Linked DNA regions of Mus musculus: all the other regions are linked to region 1. A link is a contact called in public Micro-C and promoter capture Hi-C data. All regions are on one chromosome and are shown on one strand. The core of a region is the stretch at or near the end of the contact, and the rest is flanking DNA. Distances in the headings are between cores, read along the strand shown. Region 1 holds the start of Prdx6 (peroxiredoxin 6). Region 2 holds the start of Eef1aknmt (EEF1A lysine and N-terminal methyltransferase). Region 3 holds the start of Mrps14 (mitochondrial ribosomal protein S14). Region 4 holds the start of Dnm3 (dynamin 3).

The links. Promoter capture Hi-C pulls out the DNA fragments that hold promoters and counts their contacts. A called contact is a pair of places that touch in the nucleus more often than the background predicts. Capture Hi-C pulls out chosen DNA fragments and counts their contacts.
Region 2: a promoter capture Hi-C map of adipose tissue shows a contact between it and region 1, with 2.8 times the contacts expected there. The contact joins the promoter of Eef1aknmt here to the promoter of Prdx6 in region 1. A contact is called at or near these places in 1 of 39 promoter capture datasets (hippocampal neurons), 1 of 484 Hi-C or Micro-C datasets (regulatory T cells), 1 of 115 datasets of contacts at active chromatin or transcription factors (astrocytes) and 2 of 9 other capture datasets (adipose tissue and liver).
Region 3: a contact with region 1 is called in a Micro-C map of embryonic stem cells, with 3 times the contacts expected there. The contact joins the promoter of Mrps14 here to the promoter of Prdx6 in region 1. A contact is called at or near these places in 2 of 39 promoter capture datasets (liver and pre-B cells), 5 of 484 Hi-C or Micro-C datasets (embryonic stem cells, muscle stem cells, olfactory sensory neurons and 1 more), 1 of 115 datasets of contacts at active chromatin or transcription factors (regulatory T cells) and 1 of 9 other capture datasets (liver).
Region 4: a contact with region 1 is called in a promoter capture Hi-C map of hippocampal neurons, with 5 times the contacts expected there. The contact joins the promoter of Dnm3 here to the promoter of Prdx6 in region 1. A contact is called at or near these places in 1 of 39 promoter capture datasets (hippocampal neurons) and 1 of 115 datasets of contacts at active chromatin or transcription factors (astrocytes).

What each region holds. Positions count from the first base shown.
Region 1 is chr1:161,249,226-161,254,388 of GRCm38.p6, forward strand. Prdx6 (peroxiredoxin 6) reads right to left here and starts at 1,985. Exons shown (of 5, transcript NM_007453.4): 1 at 1,797-1,985. The coding sequence starts at 1,891.
Region 2 is chr1:162,546,340-162,551,303 of GRCm38.p6, forward strand. It overlaps Eef1aknmt (EEF1A lysine and N-terminal methyltransferase), which reads right to left and starts at 2,006. Exons shown (of 8, transcript NM_144877.1): 1 at 1,765-2,006; 2 at 1-188. The coding sequence starts at 1,917.
Region 3 is chr1:160,192,321-160,197,352 of GRCm38.p6, forward strand. It overlaps Mrps14 (mitochondrial ribosomal protein S14), which reads left to right and starts at 2,895. Exons shown (of 3, transcript NM_025474.4): 1 at 2,895-2,991; 2 at 4,626-4,784. The coding sequence starts at 2,947.
Region 4 is chr1:162,474,731-162,479,567 of GRCm38.p6, forward strand. Dnm3 (dynamin 3) reads right to left here and starts at 3,304. Exons shown (of 21, transcript NM_001038619.2): 1 at 2,933-3,304. The coding sequence starts at 3,093. Gm31985 (a long non-coding RNA gene) reads left to right here and starts at 1,936. Exons shown (of 3, transcript XR_373653.3): 1 at 1,936-2,145.

The DNA of each region.
Region 1 (5,163 bases), core at 735-3,234:
ACTTGCGATCATCTACAGAACAGAGTTTGGAAACACTAGTCAAATCCCTTGTATTAGAAATGACACACAGGGTGGAAAAGTCCTTCTCGGTTATTGCAGGCGTATCATGACTTATGTTTGTTCATAAATTTACCTCATCTTAAGATGCCACTTCATCTGCTTATTTAGTTGCTATTTAGGGACAAAGCCTCACTAAGTTGGCTTGGCCTTGAAGTTAGGATCTTCCCAACTGTCTCCTCAGCAGCTGGAATAAAACAGTTGCATCCAGATCTAGATCAATAAACAATCCCTAAGATTCCCGCCCCCGACTCTATAGTGTGGCTATCTTCACAGCACACGCGCTTTAGATTCATATTTATCTCTCATCCTTACAGATGAAGCGCTCCAGCAAGCCCTCACATTTCCTGGGGGTGTGGGCTGCAGACAGGAATGGGAAGGAACACTGTGTAAATCGTTGGCAGTCTTGGATAAATATTAACACTAGATTTTGAGTGATGAGTCTGGCTGGCATGCTTATTTTTAGACTTTTCTCCTGCAAGGCCTGAGGGTTCCATTTGCTACTTCTTCTAGTCTACCTTTCTCTTTTAAAAGCTCTGCTTCCCCTTAGTCAGGAGGAGCCAAACTCACCTCAGGAAAGATTCTCTAATGCTTCCTTTCCTGCCTGGTCACGGAGTAGTTTCATAAACTGCTCTGTCCTCACGTACATACATACATACATACATACATACATACATACATACATACATACTAGATACGAAAAGGACACAGACAGACCCAAGAGTTTGTTTATTCAGTGTCATTGGGCACTGAAACTCCAGAACCACAACATAGCCTGACGCGTATGCAAAAAGCGGACTGAAACTAAGCATCTTACAATGTGTGCATTCAGGAGCTGTAAAACTAAGACAAAATCGGTGCATACCTAGCCACTGTGGCCACCACTGTTGTTATCAGCAGCAAGGCCAGGCGCTGATGCAAAGCAGAGGGGGAGGGGACCACTGGGAAACAAAAGAGTCTCCAAGTGGGGAGGCACACGTGTCCTAGCCTTGGAATGGCCTAGAGTGGCAAAATGGTCGCAGCCTTTCCCTCAAAGCATTGCTTCTTCTAGAATCACGGTCACGCCTACAGAGTGTTTCTGGGTGCTCCCAAAGCTGTTACATATAATCTTATTTTTGACCTCTGAAGGAGGCTCTGGACAAAAAGTCTTTTGGCTACTTACTTGGCACCGTAGTTTTGTTTTGTTTTTTAATTCAGAAGTCCGCAAACACTCCCCGAAGTTAAGAGGAACCCAGATAACGTCGGGACAGCCCTTAATTTGTGGCTGTGTGCTCTAACTTTGACCTTAGGCACCCACCTTCCGCAAGGTACAACTTCTAGAGCGGCAGGAGGGCGGGCAGTGCGACCCTGGGCAAGCGTCCCGGGAAATGACCTCAAACACCGAGCAACCCTGCCCCACCTCCCCTGGGCTTTCAGATCGACCCCGACACAAACCCAACACTGTTTACAAAACCAGGTTAAACAGACAACAAACCGTCCTCGGCAAGGACCTCCTTTCCCATGCCAGGCCAGCCACGCTGGGTCAGGGAAGGATCCGCTGATCGGCGTAGGGCCGGGCAGAGGTCGCAGGTCCCCAGCAATGCCCGGTGATGCTCGGCAGGACCCCGGCGGCGGGCACGTGCGGGAACCGGTGAGGGGCTAAGCCAGAGACCCGCCGCGGCCGAGCGCAACCCGGAAAGAAGCGAGGCAGGTAGCTCTGGGGACCCGTCACCTGGCAGGGCAACGCGGTGGCCACTTACGAATCTCCCAGGAAATCGTGGAAGCGGATGCGGCCGATGGTGGTATTGGCCTCAAAGTTGGGGGCTTCGTCCCCGAGAAGCAACCCTCCGGGCATGGCGGCAGTGGTGACGCTGAGAACAAGGAGGCGCAGCCGCAGCAGTGAGCAGCGGGCGGGCTCCTGCGGAGACCTAGATCAGTGCTGGCCGAGTGGGCGGGGCTGGGGCGGGGCTGGGGCGGGGTGGGGCGACCGCGAGTCTGGCGGCTGCGGTTCTTCACGTGGAGCTTGCAGGCAAGGGAGATTCTGGAGCTAAAGAAGGCCACGTGCAATAGGAAGGAAGCGCAAGACCGAGAATTGCGGGGACTTGTAGATCTGGCGGCTCTGCAAAGATGCTCTAGGAGAAGGCGGAATTAGCGCAAATCCTCTGACATTCTCACCCCTGTTGGACTTACAATTTAGAGGTCTTGGGGTATAGCCCTCTTTTACTATGAGCATCTAGTAGTTGGCTGAATGACTGACTACTCAGCCAACCTGGGTTTCAGAAGTTTTTCAGGATGTGGCAAGAACCAGACTTGTGACGTGGGCTAAGTCAGAGGAAGTGGCTTTCTTATTGCAGCAAACATTCTGTACCAATGTCAATAAGAGGGCAATGGAAAGAACCGTTTTTTTTTTTTTTTAAATTTTGCCTCCCCATTCCTGGAGTTCCTTATAAAATGCTCAACACATTATTCCTAAAGTTTAAATATAGGTTTCACAACAGGCTTCTTGAGATCGAGTGTATGCAAGTGAATTCCCACCTGAAGAAATGGGACATTTTGATCCACTGACTTCCTATTTCCTAAGCACAAAGTGGAGAAAGATGCCTGCCCTTATTAGAGACAGATGGCAGACATTCTGCACAGAAACCAGAATCTGTTAGAAGCTCAGCCTGGTGATCGCAAACCAGAAACCCCAACTACTCTGGAGAAAGGAGAAGGACTGTAAATTCTGAGCTACAGAGGAAGTTCAAGGCCAACCTGGGGAACTTAGAGTCTGTCTCAAAATAAAGGGGAATGAGGAAGCAGGTGTGCGGCAGGATGCTTGACTGGAGTGTGGGAGGCCCTAGGTCCAATCGCCAGCGCTAAGGTGTGGTGGAGGACAATGTATTAGAAAGCCCCGAGTCCTAGCTGGAGAAACTAAAGCGAGTTTATGTAAGTTAAGTGAGGCTACCTGGAGGTCAGCTTCAGATTGTGTGGCCCAGCCTGGGGAAGCCTGCAGGACAGTAGACTACTTAGAACATGGCAGGTGCTCTCAGAGTGGTAGCTATTATTAGATGACACAATTCACGCAGTAACTCTCACTTTCCTTATTGCTAGCTAGACACCGTGCGAGGCCTGATGTGAGACATAGTCCCAGCTCTTACAGGAAAAGTGCAGTTATGATATCATGTAAGGTGATATGGACAGGGGAGCTGTGAGTGTTTGTTGTTCGGTGTGAGGAATCCTCTGGAACAGACTCAACGGATTTAAAGGAAAGCGTGTGGCGGTGCTGAGTGCAGCGACCCACTGTACCCTGCGTTTTCATCATGGTGATAAGCCCTGTCTTTGTGTCTGCATGCATACTGGTCTTGCCTGCTTCACAGAGATTACTGCCATGCGTTTTAAAGTTAAGGTAACTTAATCTCTAGCTTGACTCCACCCTTCTGTTTTGAAAGCACGTATCTTCACTTTATTTATTATGTATTTTCACAGTAGGGAAGCAGGGTAGCTTGACCTTAAGGAACTATAAGCAGTGTTGCAAAGATGGGCTAAAAATCAGATACACCACAATAAAGAGACTGGATGCAGACTCAAAGTGGCTGATCTCTATCAAAGGCATAATTACATAGCCACCACTTTAAACTAAGCGAGTATAGTAAGATAAACACCTATTCCAATCTATAGTGCCAGAAGTAGCCTGCTGGTGGTGATTTAGTAACCGTGCTCTAGCCTTGGCAAAAGTTGGAATTCTTTAAAGGTAGAGATTAACATGTCTGTTTGCTTGATTGTTTTTCAAGACAGGATTTCTTTGTGTATCACTGGCTGTTCTGGAATATGATCTGTAAACCGGGCTGGTCTCCAGCTCACAGAGATCTGCCTCCCTGTGTGATCAAAGGTGTGCGCCACTGCCCAGTTGAGATTAACATTTTTGACAACACAGTTTATTTCACAAGACACTTAAATTTCTGTCTTCTGAGAAGTCCACAGATCTAGCATCAGAAGGCTATAGGCCCACTTGGAAACAGTGGTTACAAAATAGCCTTTTCTTTTCATGACTTTTTCTTTTCCTTTATTACTGTTTCTTCATTCTGTTCCTCATATTGTGAACATGAACAATGAAGACGATTTTATTCAAGGCAAAAGCCTGGTATAGTATATGTCCCTGTGAAAGCAAAGAACATTCTCATGTATTTAGTATGTGAATAAAGTTACAAGGCCACTGTGTTTGACCCTTGTAGGTAAGTGAGTTTGACCTTGCCTTATATGTAAGGAACCAGGACACTACAGGAGGACAGTGAAGACCATTTTCTCAAGGACCAGTGAGAAGCACAGTGGGAAAGGGAGGGGCTCGCTGTGGGATAGGCCAGAACATGGGAAGGAAACAGGCTAAGAGAACCCTTTGCTATGAAGGACTGAAGGCTCTGCCGTCAGGAGGAAGTGCTTTCAAACAACCTAATGGCTGGAGAGAACACCATGGTCCTTAGAATTATCTCCTGAGGGCTAACAAGGAAGTGCAGGAACTTCCAGTGGGATGGTGTCTGATTCACACAACAATTCTAACTGCTTCAAAATATCAAAATCTCTCTCTCTGTCTCTGTCTGTCTCTGTCTCTGTCTCTCTGTCTCTCTCTCTCTTAGTCTGTGGACTTTTAGGAAGAGGAAAGGAGGAAGGAAAAGAGGTATAGGGAGAAAAATCAACAAGAACAAAGTATATATTGAAACCCAGCACTTTGTGTGTTAATAAAAACATTAAAAAATGTTGGTTTAAACTGTATGTACATTTACCAAAAAGATTATACTAGAATATTCCTAAGACAATGTCATAGGGACAGCATAACTATTCACATCACCCATGCATGTTACAAAGGAAATGAATTGTTGGTAGCGATGCGGTAAAGGTAAACTATTGGACAGCCAGCAGAATGGAGCCTCCCTAGCTTCACGCAGTGATAGGGGTCAGAGTCTCTCTCTCTCTCTCTCTCTCTCTCTCTCTCTCTCTCTCTCTCTCTCCCTCACATGCCCCCAGAGGCCTCTTTCCTTCTCTTTCTGTCTTTTTCTGTCTCCCTTTCCCTGCTTCTACCCCTTTCCACGTTCCTGCTCTGCTCCTTGGCTCCCTTCCCCCAGTAAACTTCTTTTTGTCCTAGGCCTGTCT
Region 2 (4,964 bases), core at 756-3,255, 1.3 Mb after region 1:
GTGGCGTCAGGAAACTCCAGCTGGGTCATGTCCATCTTCAGGAAACTCATGTGGGGCCGTCGGCTGCCATTGCGTTCCTTCATCTGCTTGATGACAACCTCGCTGATGTCGATGTTCACGATATCCTGATAGCCCACATCATAGAGTTGTTCACTGAGCTCTGAGTTGCCACATCCGATCACAAGCACCTGGAGGGAAGAAACAAAGACAAAATGAAAGTGACCAAAGTCAAGAAATCCGCTTCAGATACCTCAAAGACTAGAGATTAGTAGACTTTGGCTACTTCATATTCTCCAGGGGCAGAGACACTATTCTGAGTAGAAAGAAGCACTCAAGTTAACTCTAGACACCATCTTGAAACTAGCAATGCAGGTGTGCACAATCCACGGTCTAGCATAGTCATGCCTGCAAAACCAAACTGTAAATATTCTTAAAATATTGTGGGTTTTTTTTTTTTTGGGAGGGGGGCATTGATAATTTTTTTTTCTATTACTTGATTGCATGGTTCTCAGGCCTTGTAGATGACAACCTCTTCTTACAATGTCAAAAGCTAGACACACGTGGGAGAAAATCACTAATCCAAACAGTATTATGCCACAATAAAGGTCATGTGAGAACAGGCTGTGTGATGTGCGCTATTCAAAACTTGTGTGCAGCCTGAGGGACGGTTCAGTAGGTTAGAACTATTGCTCTTGCAAAGGACCCAAGTTCAGTTCTTAGCACAGCCTATAACTCCATTTCCAGAGAATTTGGTAGCCTCTTCTGGCCTCCACAAACTTCCTGTACTCACATGATGCACAGAAACTCAGGCAGGCAAACACACATCTACATAATAAAATAAGGAAATCTTTGTCTTGAAGTTTGTAGGAAGTTACAAAATCCAAAACACCAGTTGCATCCTCATTTTTGTTTTTGTTTTTTTAAACCGTTAAAAATATAGGCTGAGTGACAGAACTGTTTCTAACTGCTCATACTTCCTATTTCCTCAGACAACAAACTAGTTTGTGAGGATTTGGAGCCTGCTCCCATCCCAGAGTCTATCTCATGCTATTTACTACTTGAAGCCAAACTTAAAAATACGAATTGTTGTTTCTCTTTGTGGCACATTCCTCCATTCATCTTTCAAAAATTCTGTTGTCACCGTCTCTAGAGGGCAAAGCATAGTTCCATGAGAAGTGATATGCCCTGGAGCCAGACAGACCTGCTTTTAAATCTCTATTTGACCACCTACTACATGCATGGCCTCCAACAGTCACTTGAAAAAAATAAGTGCACAACTACCCGCCTGAATTTGTTGAGATAAAAGGCCCGAGCATAGCAGACCTTAAGTCTCCTTCCCTACCGAAGCTCCAACTCGTCCACACCTATTTAACTTGGAATTTAACTTGTGTTTGTGGCTTCCTGCTCCTGTAGCTTGAGGGCTGGGCACAAAGCCTGAAATTTGATGAGCACTCGGCAGTGACTTAATAAACATATACACCAATAAAGTCCCACGACGCTACCTATTCCACACGTGTGCACAGTGACACAACACCCTTTCAGTCTACTGACGAAGCCACTATTCCAAAACGGGTTAAGGATGAAGTTTTAACTGAAAATCTTTACTTTTAAATGGCTATCTTTAAGGTTGCCACTTAGCCAAGATGCTGGGCAGAATCCTAAAATGATAGATCTGAGTGGGGTCCCCACGCCTGCCTGCCTCCTGCCTCCTAAACTTAGGATTGCTATCTTCAGTCCCCACAAGGGACTGGCTGCACGCCATACCTTTTCCTTGGGCTTTATGTATTTGTGCAGCACCTCGCACAGCTCCAGATAGGTCCCATACCACTCGAAAGCTGTCTTCCCTCGCTGCTGGAAGAACTTCTCCCAGTAGTCGGCAGAGCCAAACTCCTTGGAGCTTTTAGGTAGGAGATTCATGTTCCCACCGTGAGCGGCGTCTTCGACACTGCTCCTGGTGACAGATCACCCCGGGAAGCACCGGGAGGCAGCAGCGGCGGGAATCTTAGCCACTACAGGCACCATAGATTTGTTCTGCACGCAAAACCCAACCGAACCGGGCCCTGTGCAGCAGACGCGCGGACGAACCACTGAGCTGGCCACGCGCCGCTGCCGCCCCCCTTGTTTTTCTTCACCCTCGGTCCGCGCCCCACGTGCAGCAGCCACACACTCCCGCAGCTACACTCAGAACCTAGAAACCATATCCGGGTAAGAGGTCTCGTGATTGGGCAGGCGGAGCGGGCGGGACTTCCTGCGGGACTCCGGGCAGAAGAGGCTTGCTTCGTGGAACCGGGCGGGGCTGCGCGCGCAGCCTCTGTGAGCTGCGCTCTATCCCCAGCTGAGAGCGCGAGGGGCAACGGGAGCTGACCTGCGCAGGAGCAGGAGTCTCAGCTAGAAACCCCTTCCTCAGGAAAATGTGAGCTCATCTCCTCTTCCCGGAATCACTTTGCCACCGTTCTTGGTCAATTCAGAGGAAAATGACTGCTTTTTCTACTCCAAAATACAGAGCCCTGCTATTAATACAGTAACAACGGTGAATATCAGGAGACTTAACCGAAGTGCCTCCCTTCCCTGCCTCTCAAAACACAGTAACCATTCATTATGAAGATGCTCATTTTATCATTGGAGTCCTTAAATTGTCATTCTGATGACAGTTGTAAAGACATAGTTTATGTGTCTGATGAACAATACCATCCTTTTAAATGATCGTTTTATGAAAATATCCCAAGGAAGTTCCTAGTGAAGAGCTGTTTTGAAGAGACGATGAAAGAAACAGCTCTCGCGTTAAAGGAATAAGAGATGGAGCCCAGATATGACTGGCCATAGCCCAGGAACACAGATTTAGCTTCCTCAAATACCATGTTCCCATGAGGTAGCAATTGCATGAACTTTTATAGTAACAACACAGAAAGTAGTAAAACGGGACACTTACAAATACATTGGTGAGTATATTGTAAGATGATTGCAACCACAAGAAAACCTAGAGGTCTCTTCATACTTTCCAAAGGTCTTACCTAAGGGTCACAAAAGATGTTGCCAAGTACTAAATAACTACTAAAGGACCGGAAGATGTTCTAGGAAAATTTGGCTCTGGAACTGCATGCAACCTTTCAACGGCTTCACATCATTGACGTTGAAATCAATGAGCCTTTGAGGACACAGCTCCTTTCCAGAGATTCTTTTTCACAGCCTATACACACAGTGCTAGCACAGACACGGAACAGTTAGAGTAGACATAAGTTTTAAAGTCATCTTCAAACATTACAGAATCGTCTATTGGACTTGTTTTTATTTTTAAAAAGTTTCATATGATATAATCTGGTAGTGGTTTCTTCTTTCCCGACTTGTCTCAGCTCTTCCCCACCTCCTCAACTCCGTGACCTTTCTCTCTAAATAAAACACACAGTATTTTTTTAAGACTTATTTATTTATGCCAGGTGTGGTGCCATGCCTTTAATACCAGCACTTGGGAAACAGAAGCAGGTGGATCTCTTAAGTTCGAGGTCAGTCTGGTCTACAAAGCGAGTCCAGGACAGCCAGGGCTTATTACACAGAAAAACCATGTGTCAAAAAACAAAAAACAAAACAAACAAACAAACAAAAAAAAAAAACAAAAAACCTACCACTACAACTAATAATAATAAACAATAAAATATTAGTGTTTTGCCTGCATGTATGCCTACATGCCAGAAGAGGGCACCAGATCTCATTATAAATGGTTATGAGCCACCATGTGGTTGTTGGCAATTGAACACTTAGAACCTCTGGAAGAGCACCCAGTGCTTTTAACCTCTGAGCCATCTCTCCAGCCCAAAACACACAGAATTAAAAAAATAAATAAATGAATGAAGAAAAAAAACAGAAAAACTACCCATCAAAACACAAGATTAGGGCTGGAGAGATGGCTGAGCGGTTAAGAACATTCACTGCTCTTCCAGAGGTCCTGAGTTCAATTCCCAGCAACCACGTGGTGGCTCACAACCATCTCTAATGGGATCCGATGCCCTCTTCTGGTGTATCTGAAGACAGCGACAGTGTACTCATATACATACAATCAATAAATAAATTCTTTAAAAAAATTACTTCTACCAAAAAAAAAAAAAAAAACCCACAAGATTAAAAACCATAATATACAGGCAAAAGACCAGTAAGGCTAACATGTCCAAACTAAGCAATATGAGACTAAAAAGTCTACAAAAATACCCTTGAGTCTGTTTTGTGTTAGCCATCTATTGCTGGGCATGGGGCCTAACCTTAAGTGTGAAATGAAATTTAACTTTTCATTTGCAAGCTGCTATCAAATACAAGTAACTTCTTGTTAGGTACTAATGCCAGTGCCCACTTCCCCATTCAGGGTTGGCTCCCCTGTGGCTTGGACCTGTGCAGGCTCTGTGCATGCTGCCACCATCTCTGGGAGGTCACTCACATGTGCATCAGTTGTATTATGTCTGGAAGACACTGGTTCCTTAGAATCATCCATCTAAGAGGGGTCTGCCCTTAGATTCTGTCTGTCTTCTCTTCTGCCTAGCTCCCTGACCACAGAGGGGAAGGGTTTGATGAAGGCATCCTATTTAGGACTCAGTGTCTGTGTTAGTTAGGATTTTCTATGAAGAGACACCATGACTACAGCAACTCTTATAAAGAGAAATATTTAATTGGGGCTGGCTTACAGTTTACAGGTTTCATCCTTTATCATCATGGCAGGAAACATGGAAATATACAGGCAGACATGGTGCTGGAGATGTAACAGAGAGTTCTACATCTTGATCTGAAGGCAACAAAAGGAGACTGTGTGTCATACTGGGCATAGCTAGGGTATATGAGACCTCAAAGCCCACCCACAAAGTGGCACACTTCCTCCAACAAGGCCTCATCTACTCCAACAAAGACTCACCTCCTAATAGTGCACTCCCCTTGGATCAAGAATTGCTCCAAGTGCACACATGTCTAGGAGAGCCATTCCTGTT
Region 3 (5,032 bases), core at 1,645-4,144, 1.1 Mb before region 1:
CGAGAGGACCTGACATCCCCTTCGGGCGTCTCTGGACTACAATTGAATTTAATGTTTTTGACACAGAGCCTCATGTAGTCCAGGCTGGACTCAGACTTTAGGTAACTTTGAACTTTTGACCCTCCATGTCTTGAGTCTGGGATGACAGGCGAAAGCCACTATGGTCCATTTATGCAGTGTTGGGGATCTATGTAGGGATTGCTCATATTAGGCATGCTCTCTACCAGCTGAGCTACATCCCTAGCCCATATCTTTGTTCTTTATGAATTACCCAATCTTATATATCATATTATAGAGTACAAATGGAGTAAAACATTATGTATATTTTACTCTACTTTTTATAGTTACTAATGATGTTTAAAGGAGCTCCCTGGAGTTTGGGGGGAAGGAGTGGTGTTTCCTGGGGAGTAGAAGGGCATCAAGTTCTGTGTCTCTTCTATTTTGTCTTATACATGTCTTCATCTTTTTGTCCATTTTTATTCTTTATAATAAGCTGATAAAGTACACCAAATGCTTTTAAGTCACGAATATTTACCCTACAAGATCTAAGCGCACCAGGTCCTGGGATACTTTTCCATTTGCCACCAACTAGCCACTGCCTCTTGTTGCTGCTTATGTTTTTGTTATTTTGTGACAGGGTCTCATTGTAGCCTGTGATGGCTTTAAACTTGCTGTGCACCCAAGGCTAGCCTTGAATTCCTGACCCTCCCAAATGCTGGGATTGCATGCATGCACTACCATTATTTTAATTTGCCATTTTCAACAAGGCAAACAATCACCTGGCTCCTAGGGCTGGTCCTACATCCAACTCTAGACGGATATAGTTTTCCTGCCTGTTCTTATGACACACACGGAGATGGGTTCTTGGCCATGTTCCTTGTCATACTGTAATGCAGGATGAAAACCTAGCCTACCAGGGGAAACCAAGTTTTACCCAAAGAAAGCTGATAAATGTGGAATGATAGCAGTTGGAGGACAGAGGGTGGCTCAGCAAGTTCTCTTCACAAGGCTGCAGCATGCACTGGTGTCTAGGAAGCTATCCATTCAGTGAGACTACAGCAGTGGTTATCTAGTGCCAGCTCCAGACCAAGTTTCTAGGTAGGGTTGCTGGAGGATAATACTGACAGGCACCTGTCTCAAGAAATGCTTTGATCTCTAAGTAACCTTCAATGCAGTTGCAGAGAAACTTGGGGCCAGTTTTACGTTGAAGGCTTCTTGGCTTGTTTAGCAACATATACTATCTGCTTGTGCATGGAAGCTCAGGGTGAGAAGACTCCAAATAAAGTCTCTCAGTACACTCAAGAATAGAGGGAGAATGTAAACGGTCACATTGAATTTTAATCTTTCTGATTTTTTTCTGGACCTTTTAGGAATTCAACTCATGGGTCTGTGCAATAGTTTAATTGTATAAAACTCGCTTTTTAAAAGATTTGTTTATTTATTTATTATATGTAAGTACACTGTTGCTGTCTTCAGACACTCCAGAAGAGGGCGTAAGATCTCCTTACGGATGGTTGTGAGCCACTGAGTGATTGTTGGGATTTGAACTCAGGACCTCTGGAAGAGCAGCCGGTGCTCTTAACTGCTGAGCCATCCCTCCAGCCCTAAAACTCATTTCTTTTTTGTTTTGTTTTGTTGTTTTTTTGAGACAGGGTTTCTCTGTATAGCCCTGGCTGTCCTGAAACTCACTTTGTAGACCAGGCTGTCCTCGAACTCAGAAATCCACCTGCCTCTGCCTCCCGAGTGCTGGAATTAAAGGCGAGTGCCACCACGCCCGGCCCTAAAACTCATTTCTTACTCTATAGCCTATAAACATATCTTTCTGACTTTCAAGCCCCTTCCAGAAGTTTGGCTTTCTGAAATTGTAACACATTAGTGAAACTTTTCCTGTTTTTAATTGAAAAGAAATATTTTTATACAGCATATTTCCCCTCCCTCATCTCCTCCAAGATCTTCCCACTTCCCTTCCTATCTAACTCCCGATGAAAACAAACAGGCATCTTAAAACAACAGAAACATAATAAAAGAGTTTGCCGTGTACCCATATCTTGAGATGACTGTAGATGATGCCCAATTATGTTGTGTGTGGCGTGGGGGTGAGTGGGAATGAGTTTTAACCAGGGTTTGATGCTGCTTGCTGGTCTAGGACTTTTTAGATCTTAGTATGATGGCAGGGACTCCTGGTTGTCTTATCCTGCCAAATGGTTTCAGTCAGAGTTTCCCTAGCCCATTAGAAATGTTCACTAACTTGTAACGCTTAAAGAAAAAAACTCTCCTTCTTCCTGGGAGCTTCCTGTGTAAAGAGCCCAATGGGCTGTTCCTCACTGCACCCATCAACACATCTAGGAGACAGGCTAGGAAGATGGCAGGAAAGTGCCCTGTACTAAAGGGAAAACAGCAGGCACATGCACACACACCACTACCGCCGTCCAACCCACAGAGACAAAAACGTAAAACCTATACAACCTTAATACAGATATGATATAATATAATAAAATAAATATAATATATATAATATAATACATATTTAAACCCTTGGCGTGCAAGCAGAAACTCTATCAGGGCCACTACCATCTTCTTTACAGCAGAAATGTGACCAGTGCCAGTTCTGCAGGATGAGTGACAAATGCTGCCAAGCTTCCGCCGGGTGGCGCCAACGCGCAGAACACAGGCGCAGGCTGGGCGGGGCTGGGACAGAGGAACAGCAAGGGCCAGGAGAGATCGCGCAGGCTCACTATTCTCCTACTGCCTAAGTGGGCGGTCCGCATGGATGATTTGCTTATCTATGAAATAACGCGAGAGTTATTTCAAATCCCGCACCTACCCTCTCCCTCTCTATAGGCTAAATCCTGCCCTGGACCCGCCCTTTGGGGCATAAGCCCCGCCTCCACAGAACCTGTTTCCGGTGTTGTACTGCGGCGGTGGTTGGCTGGCTGGGCAGACAACATGGCGGCGTCCGTGCTAGGCTCGCTGCTGCGGACCTTCCGGCAGGTCAGGCCCCTGCCTTTCTCGCCAGCCTACCCCTTCCCTGATTTCCGTGTCCTGTGGGTCCCTCGTAACCCTGTCACCTGTAATGCGCACGGAGGACCGATCCCAAGGCTCCTATCTGCTTTCCCGTCCTGGCTAGGTTAGGAGAGCCCAGAGCAGCAGTCGAGGGCTTGGTATTCAGGTGTGATCCGTCATGTGAAAGCTGCGAGAATGACTCCGGGTTATAAGGAGCCGAGTGTGAGTGGAGAAGAGAGGGGAGAGTCGGATGATTGAGACCTCAGAGGCTCCGATTATGCAAAGAGACTGTAGGGAACTAGCTGTCAGCCAGTGGTGGCTTGGAAGCAGGTGGTGACAATTTCGAATGGGGAGCAGGCCATTCCGCTAAAGCAGAATTAGTTAAAGGAAGGGCCGAGAATTGGCTGTAGAGTTAAGGAGTGGGAGTGTTATGATGCGGATAGAAACTGGAACGAGCAGCAAAGGACGTTGGAGAAGTCTTGGATAGTTTTGTTGGGGAGGGGTGTCAACTAGAGGGAGACCTGGGTGGACCTGGGTTGTTTTTTCTTTACTGTGACATTGCGTCATATCTGTATATTAGAGTGGGGGAACACTGATATAAAGAATAGGGAAGAATCGCTGGAGATCTGCCTTTTTTTTGCAGGCAAGAGGTGATATAGTCTGTGTATGAATTTTGATTTTAGGAATGTGGTTAAGTCATGAATAGCAGTTTCGTCCAGTAGAATTGTAATGCAAACCACAAGGATAATTTAAATATTTTCTAATATTTATATTGAAGTTTAAAAAGGAGGTGCGGTTAATTTTGATAGATATTTTTAGTCAGGTCTATCCTTATCCTAACAAGTCAAAATTAGAATGACTTATGTGACATTTGCATTCTTCTGTTGGAAGCAGGTTTCAAAGTCTGTGTATCTGACACTTAAAATATATATATATCGCAGTTGGGATGCTAACTTTTGCAGTTGGACCAAAACCAAACTTTTAAGCGAGTTAATACCAAGAATTATGTCCCCACTTGTACTGCTTACAGTTCCAGTGCGTATTAGCTGTATCCATGGTTCATGGCCACTGTAATGGACAGAGGTGTCATATAACCAATGAGAGGGGTGTAGAGTGTAGTACAAATACTGCCGAGGGGGCACAGGTATGGTAGTGGGAGTTTGGAAATTCTCTCCAGATTGCTTCTAATTTTATAACTAAGGGTACTGAAGTCATCAGAACCTGAGGGTGTGGGAGAAGGTAACAGTGACTTAAGAAAGAAGAATGAATACACCTGCAAATTGTCCCCAGATTTCCACCTGAGTTGTAGTATGCATGAGGTATGCACATGCACACACAAATAAATGCCATAAGTTACTTCCTAAAACTATTAAGTCTTCCCCCCATGAGATGGCTCAGTGGGTAAAATGCTTGCCACCAAGCCTGTGCAGTTCAATCTAAGGCCCCATGTTGTAGGGGGGTAACTGACTCACAGAAGCGTTGTCCTTGTCCACCCTCCACACATGCCCGTCCATACACAAGCACACATGTGCACTCAGACATGCCAAATAGAATTTAACTGCTCAAAGTCATTTAACGAGTGACTGAAAGTTTGTAGGATAATCCTTGTCTCTCTTTTTTAGGCAGTTCCTCCATCAGCGTCAGGTCAAGTTCGAGGTTACTATGTAGACTGGAGAATGTTGCGTGATTTGAAGAGACGGAAAATGGCTTATGAATATGCAGATGAGAGGCTTCGGATCAATTCGCTCAGAAAGAATACCATTTTGCCAAAGGACCTTCAGGTTAGCCAGTTGAGTCCCTTTCTTGCACAAAAGCATTAACTATCCTCATATTCTGTTTTATGCTGTTTTATTGCAACTTCTTAATGTAATTTCTGGAGAATAAGATCAAATATTCAAGTCTACATATATAGCCTTAAAACTGGCTTTGGTCAGCTTAGGATAAAGGACAACTACTCAGTCTTTCCTGGTTCTTCAGCCTTGTCATTATATAATCCCTAGAAAGTACTAGTACCAAGTACTAGTACCAA
Region 4 (4,837 bases), core at 2,054-4,553, 1.2 Mb after region 1:
GTATTAGACCATAAGCAGTTTCTCACTGCCAGCATATAGGCTCGCCCTGAACAATCACAACAATCTAGCTACTCACTCTATATCACATTAATATGCAAATCCGTTGCTTCAGCAAGAAAATCACAAACAAGTAGCTCATTCATGACACATTTTATTCATAACAAACTTGTCACCCGACAATTGGTCTTACAGATACAGCTAAACAAATACATCCACAACCGGATACATTCAATGGTATTTTTAAAAGAAAAACAGTATAAGCACACTATTTTTGATGGAAAGATATGGTCAGCCACTAAAGGTGGATTGTTAAGTGGTAAACAAACAGTCAATAAACACGAGAGTATTTTGAAGAGAACAAGCTTAATTCAGAAGCAAACAGTTTACCCAAGTGAAGATCCTGGTGCTGGTCTGTACTCGGTCACTGCACAATTGGTCAAGCATTGCAGTGAGAACAGCTATGAGCAGAGGAGAAAGACTGCCTCTTAAAGAACTTTATATTCGTTATGAAGCTCCTGCTTAATAAAAGTTAAAAGATTCCACTGAAACATGAAAACCTTTTCTTTTTCAACCTGGGCTGATTCACTTCTGAAAATGAAGGGTTTTTTTTTTTTTCCTTTTCCCTCCCCTAAGGTTGAGTTATAATTAGAAATTAGATTCCTCAATCATTCAATGACCAAAATCTTTATTAAAGTCAAATGACCTTCTAATTAAGTTTTCTCCTTAATATATAAATTGCGCTAGACAGGGCTACTCTGCAGCTAGGAAAGGTTTTATATATTTACTAAATGAGCATATTCTATGTTTATTATCTTCTTATCAGCCTTACAGTCACTACTGGTAAAACTTTATAAAGTAGGGAAAATGTTTAACACATTCTGATAAGTGCTCTGATTTTTACAGTCCCCATTTTTCATTTTATTATGGAAGAATGCTCAGAATTAAATATGTTACTCTCCTGTGCCTCTGTTTTATCCTCATTATAGAAGAATGCAGCTAATGAGGGGAAATGTAGACATCTTCATTATACCACTAGGAAGACTGTTCTGATTTGCCAGCCTGGATGGCAGAACTGAGATATGTGCATACACTTTGCATTGAAATCAAAGGCACCGAGCAAAATATGCTTAAATATAAGCCGTTCCAAGGAAATTATAAGGAAGATGCATAAGAACATGGCTGTTGCGTTTGAAATATGATTTTAATCCTTAAAAATGAGTATCATTAAATAACTTCTTGCCTTGGACCAGAGGTCTGAGATGACGTAGGCAAAATGCTTTGCTATTGCTTTTTTTTTTTTTTTATTGAGCAAAAATTAATTATAAAACCAAGGAGAAATGATCCAGGGAACTAACTACGAAAGGGTAGCTGTCAACTGCGAGCAATTACACGGTCTTATCTTTCTAGTTCACATTGAAGCAAGAAAAACGAAGAGTATCTCCTGAGAGATGGAGCATCATTCGAGAAAAAGGGAAACGCACTTCGCAACACTCACACCCAAAAATGTGGGAGTAGTCAGCAGTACAGTTTACACATTGCCAAGCAATAACAAAAAGGAAGAAGGAGATGGAGAACCACAGCAGGAACCCTCTGCATCACAAGCCGCTCACCAGCCAAATAAAAGAACAAAGTGTAATCTCAGATTGCCCCATCCAGCCCACCGTTTTCATTGCTGCACCTTCTACCTGGTTTACTACTGGGAAACAGATTCCAGCCTTCAGGATGCACTCCTCACACAAGGCCATTAAGGTAACTCAATCCTTCCTGAATTGTTTGCTGGAAAAAACGTTGATTTCTGACTCAAAACAATAACAACTCTTTGTTGTTGTTTAAAATTGTGAGACATGAAGCTATAACTACAATTTGAATTCTGGATGTTATCTTGAAGACCCGCTGGATAAACAAGAGCTTAAGGAATGCAAGAGGATTGGTGGGGGGCGGGAGGGGGGAGGCGGCGCATGGCATAGAAAGAGTGCAAGAGAGATGCTGGTCAGTTCTGAGATGGTGCAGGAATGACAAGGCACCTGAACATCGCAAGTCCACGGTCATCCCTGGAGGTCTCGGGTTTTCAGTCATGCCTGAGCAGTGAATGGGTGCACACTCATAAACACACCACCGTTTATTCTTCAGCTCCCAAGGCGAATGGTAGGCAAGCATCTCCCCGTAAGCCTTCACCACAGGGATTTCGGGGTTCACACACCCCGCCTCCCCTGCTCGGGGCAGGCGATGACTGTTTCAAACAGTGTAAGCCTTCACCACAGGGATTTCGGGGTTCACACACCCCGCCTCCCCTGCTCGGGCAGGCGATGACTGTTTCAAACAGTGTAAGCCTTCACCACAGGGATTTCGGGGTTCACACACCCCGCCTCCCCTGCTCGGGCAGGCGATGACTGTTTCAAACAGTAAACAGCTGAGATGAGAGTCAGGGACAGGGGATGGGGGGCCGGGGCGGCGGGGGGGTGGGGTGGGGGAGAGGGGGGTGTGGACGAAGAAGGAGGGGTACATCCCGGCTGAGAGCTTCCAGGAGAGTGACAGGGAAAGGAGAGGGGTGTTGAGAAAGAGAACTGGCGACTGGAAAGCACCAGGCTGCGCTTCCAGGCTGCCAGGGGCTGGCGCGCACCAAGCCAGCGAGGGAAGTGGATCCCAGGGCGTACCCCGACTCCCCCACCGAGGGTGGGGAGGAAATGGCTTTGTATGGCAGGATGAAAGGCAGACAGGGGGTCACCACCGGGTAGAGAATGCTGGGGCGAAGGATGCTCAGAGCAAGGAGGACCCCGCCCGCTCTAGAAACACTAGTGCTCTGCCTCCAATCCGCTGCAGCCTCTAGTCCACCCTCGGGGCTCCCCACACCGTTCCATGTTCCAACGGCCTGAAGCACGGGGCTCCCCCCACCCCCACGGACGCGCCCCCACCGCGCTCCCGGTGCGCTCACCTGCCCACGAAATTCTCGAGCACTGAGCTCTTGCCGGCGCTCTGGCCGCCCACCACGGCGATCTGTGGCAGCTCTAGCAGACAGCTCTGTCCCAGAGCCGAGAAAGCGTCCTGCAGACGGTTCACCAGAGGGATCAGCTCTTCCATCTCCCGGTTCCCCATCTTGCCTGTGCGGCCAACTGCCCCACAGGTCCCTGTTCGACTGTGTGACCTGGCAGGCAGCCCAGGCCTCGAAGCACTTGTCCCGGTTGTCGCTGTGCGGGGCTCACACGGCGGAGTCCCTGCACCGATGTCCGATCCCTGCCTCCCACTGCTAGGATCCTGACAGCTCACAGCCCACGACGCGCTTGCGCAGCCCAGAGAGGCGAAGGAGGCGTGGCCTGGTCCTGAGACGGTCACGCCCACACCACGCCTCTCGCCCTGCTTCTCCCTAGAGTTTCCAATCCTACTGGCCTACGGTTGGACTGCCTCCCAGCTTCAGTCAGATGCCACTGCCCAGGCTAAAGGGCAGAGTACTGCACTTGGTCAAGGAAAAGCCTAAAATCACACCCAACAGGAATTGTTGTTCCTTTTGAAGGAGCTAAACCACACAGACGAAGCCTAGAGGAAAGCACTACCATCTACCATCAGCTAACAGCACGTTGACATCAGCTTCACCATGCACCACCACCACTGTACGCACCAGAATACATTTCCCAAAAGGAAATCTCACATTTCACCCCCTACTCCAAAACCCCAGATTGCTGTGGGATGCAGAGATAAACTGGCCTTTTAGAGTCAATCCCCATTAGAAAACTGGGTTACCTGACCTTATTGAAGTACTCATCATTACCAGCCTGTCCTACTCTACCTTCTGTAAGCTAAAGTGTAGTTCCTTGAACCTTTCTGTTCCCTACTCCTACCATACTCATTCTGGCTTTTAGAATTCCTTGCCTGAGCTAACTGTCCTTTTAGCTCCTGGTCAGGACAAAGAGATTGGCTGTTGAGTCCATTGTAACCACGCAGTCTGCACTCGATCCGTTAAATTTAGCACACTGAGAAGAGTCTGTGCCCGGAGATGGAGACACGAAGATAAATGGCCATGGTTCTTCACCTCCTTATCGTGGTCCTGTTTCCTGTGCATTTTGAATACTGATACCTCTCAGGATTTAGTGCGCAATATTTACTTGTCCTGCACATCTTCCATCTGATGATTGCCCAATGGCTTTAAGTAACCTAAAGACTAGAGACTACATAGGAAAATGTGTTGCATCTCTAGCACCCTGGGGTCTTCACTGTCACTTAGGCATCACCATTGCACTATTGCCCTTCTAGGACAACAGTGAACCAAGTCTGAGCCTGCCCCACGTTTCCTAGGCTCGGTGGCTCTCTGGATATGCTATATGATAGCTGAGTCAGTCTTTCACTTTTCATGCCTGCAAAACCAGTACCACATGGAGTACAGAGCCATGCTTTGCTGCCGGTTTGGGATGGAAACTTTGGACCACTATTGCAGCAACCTCTACGCACTGACCCTGAGGAGCTGGTGGCAGGGACGTCTGTGGCAGAAGAGGGTGGAGGCTGGTCATATTGCATCTATAGTCAGAAGGCAGAGTTAAACGGATGCTGATCATCAGCTACCTTTGTCCTTCCTAGGCAGTCAGAAATCTCAGAAATCCCAACACGTGGAGTAGTCCCACCTTAACTAACCTAGCTAAAGACACGCCCAGAGGTTTGTTTCCATGGTGATTCTAGATCCTTCCAAGGTCAATGTATTTGATATAAAGAAATGATTATGGTTAAATAAAGTCATAATGGTGGAACTCTAGTTTGAAAGAGCTAGTGTTCCTGTAATAAAAGACACCAGAGACCCAGCCCCATCTGCCATACAAAGACACAACAAGATGGCAGCCATCTTCCAAGCAGA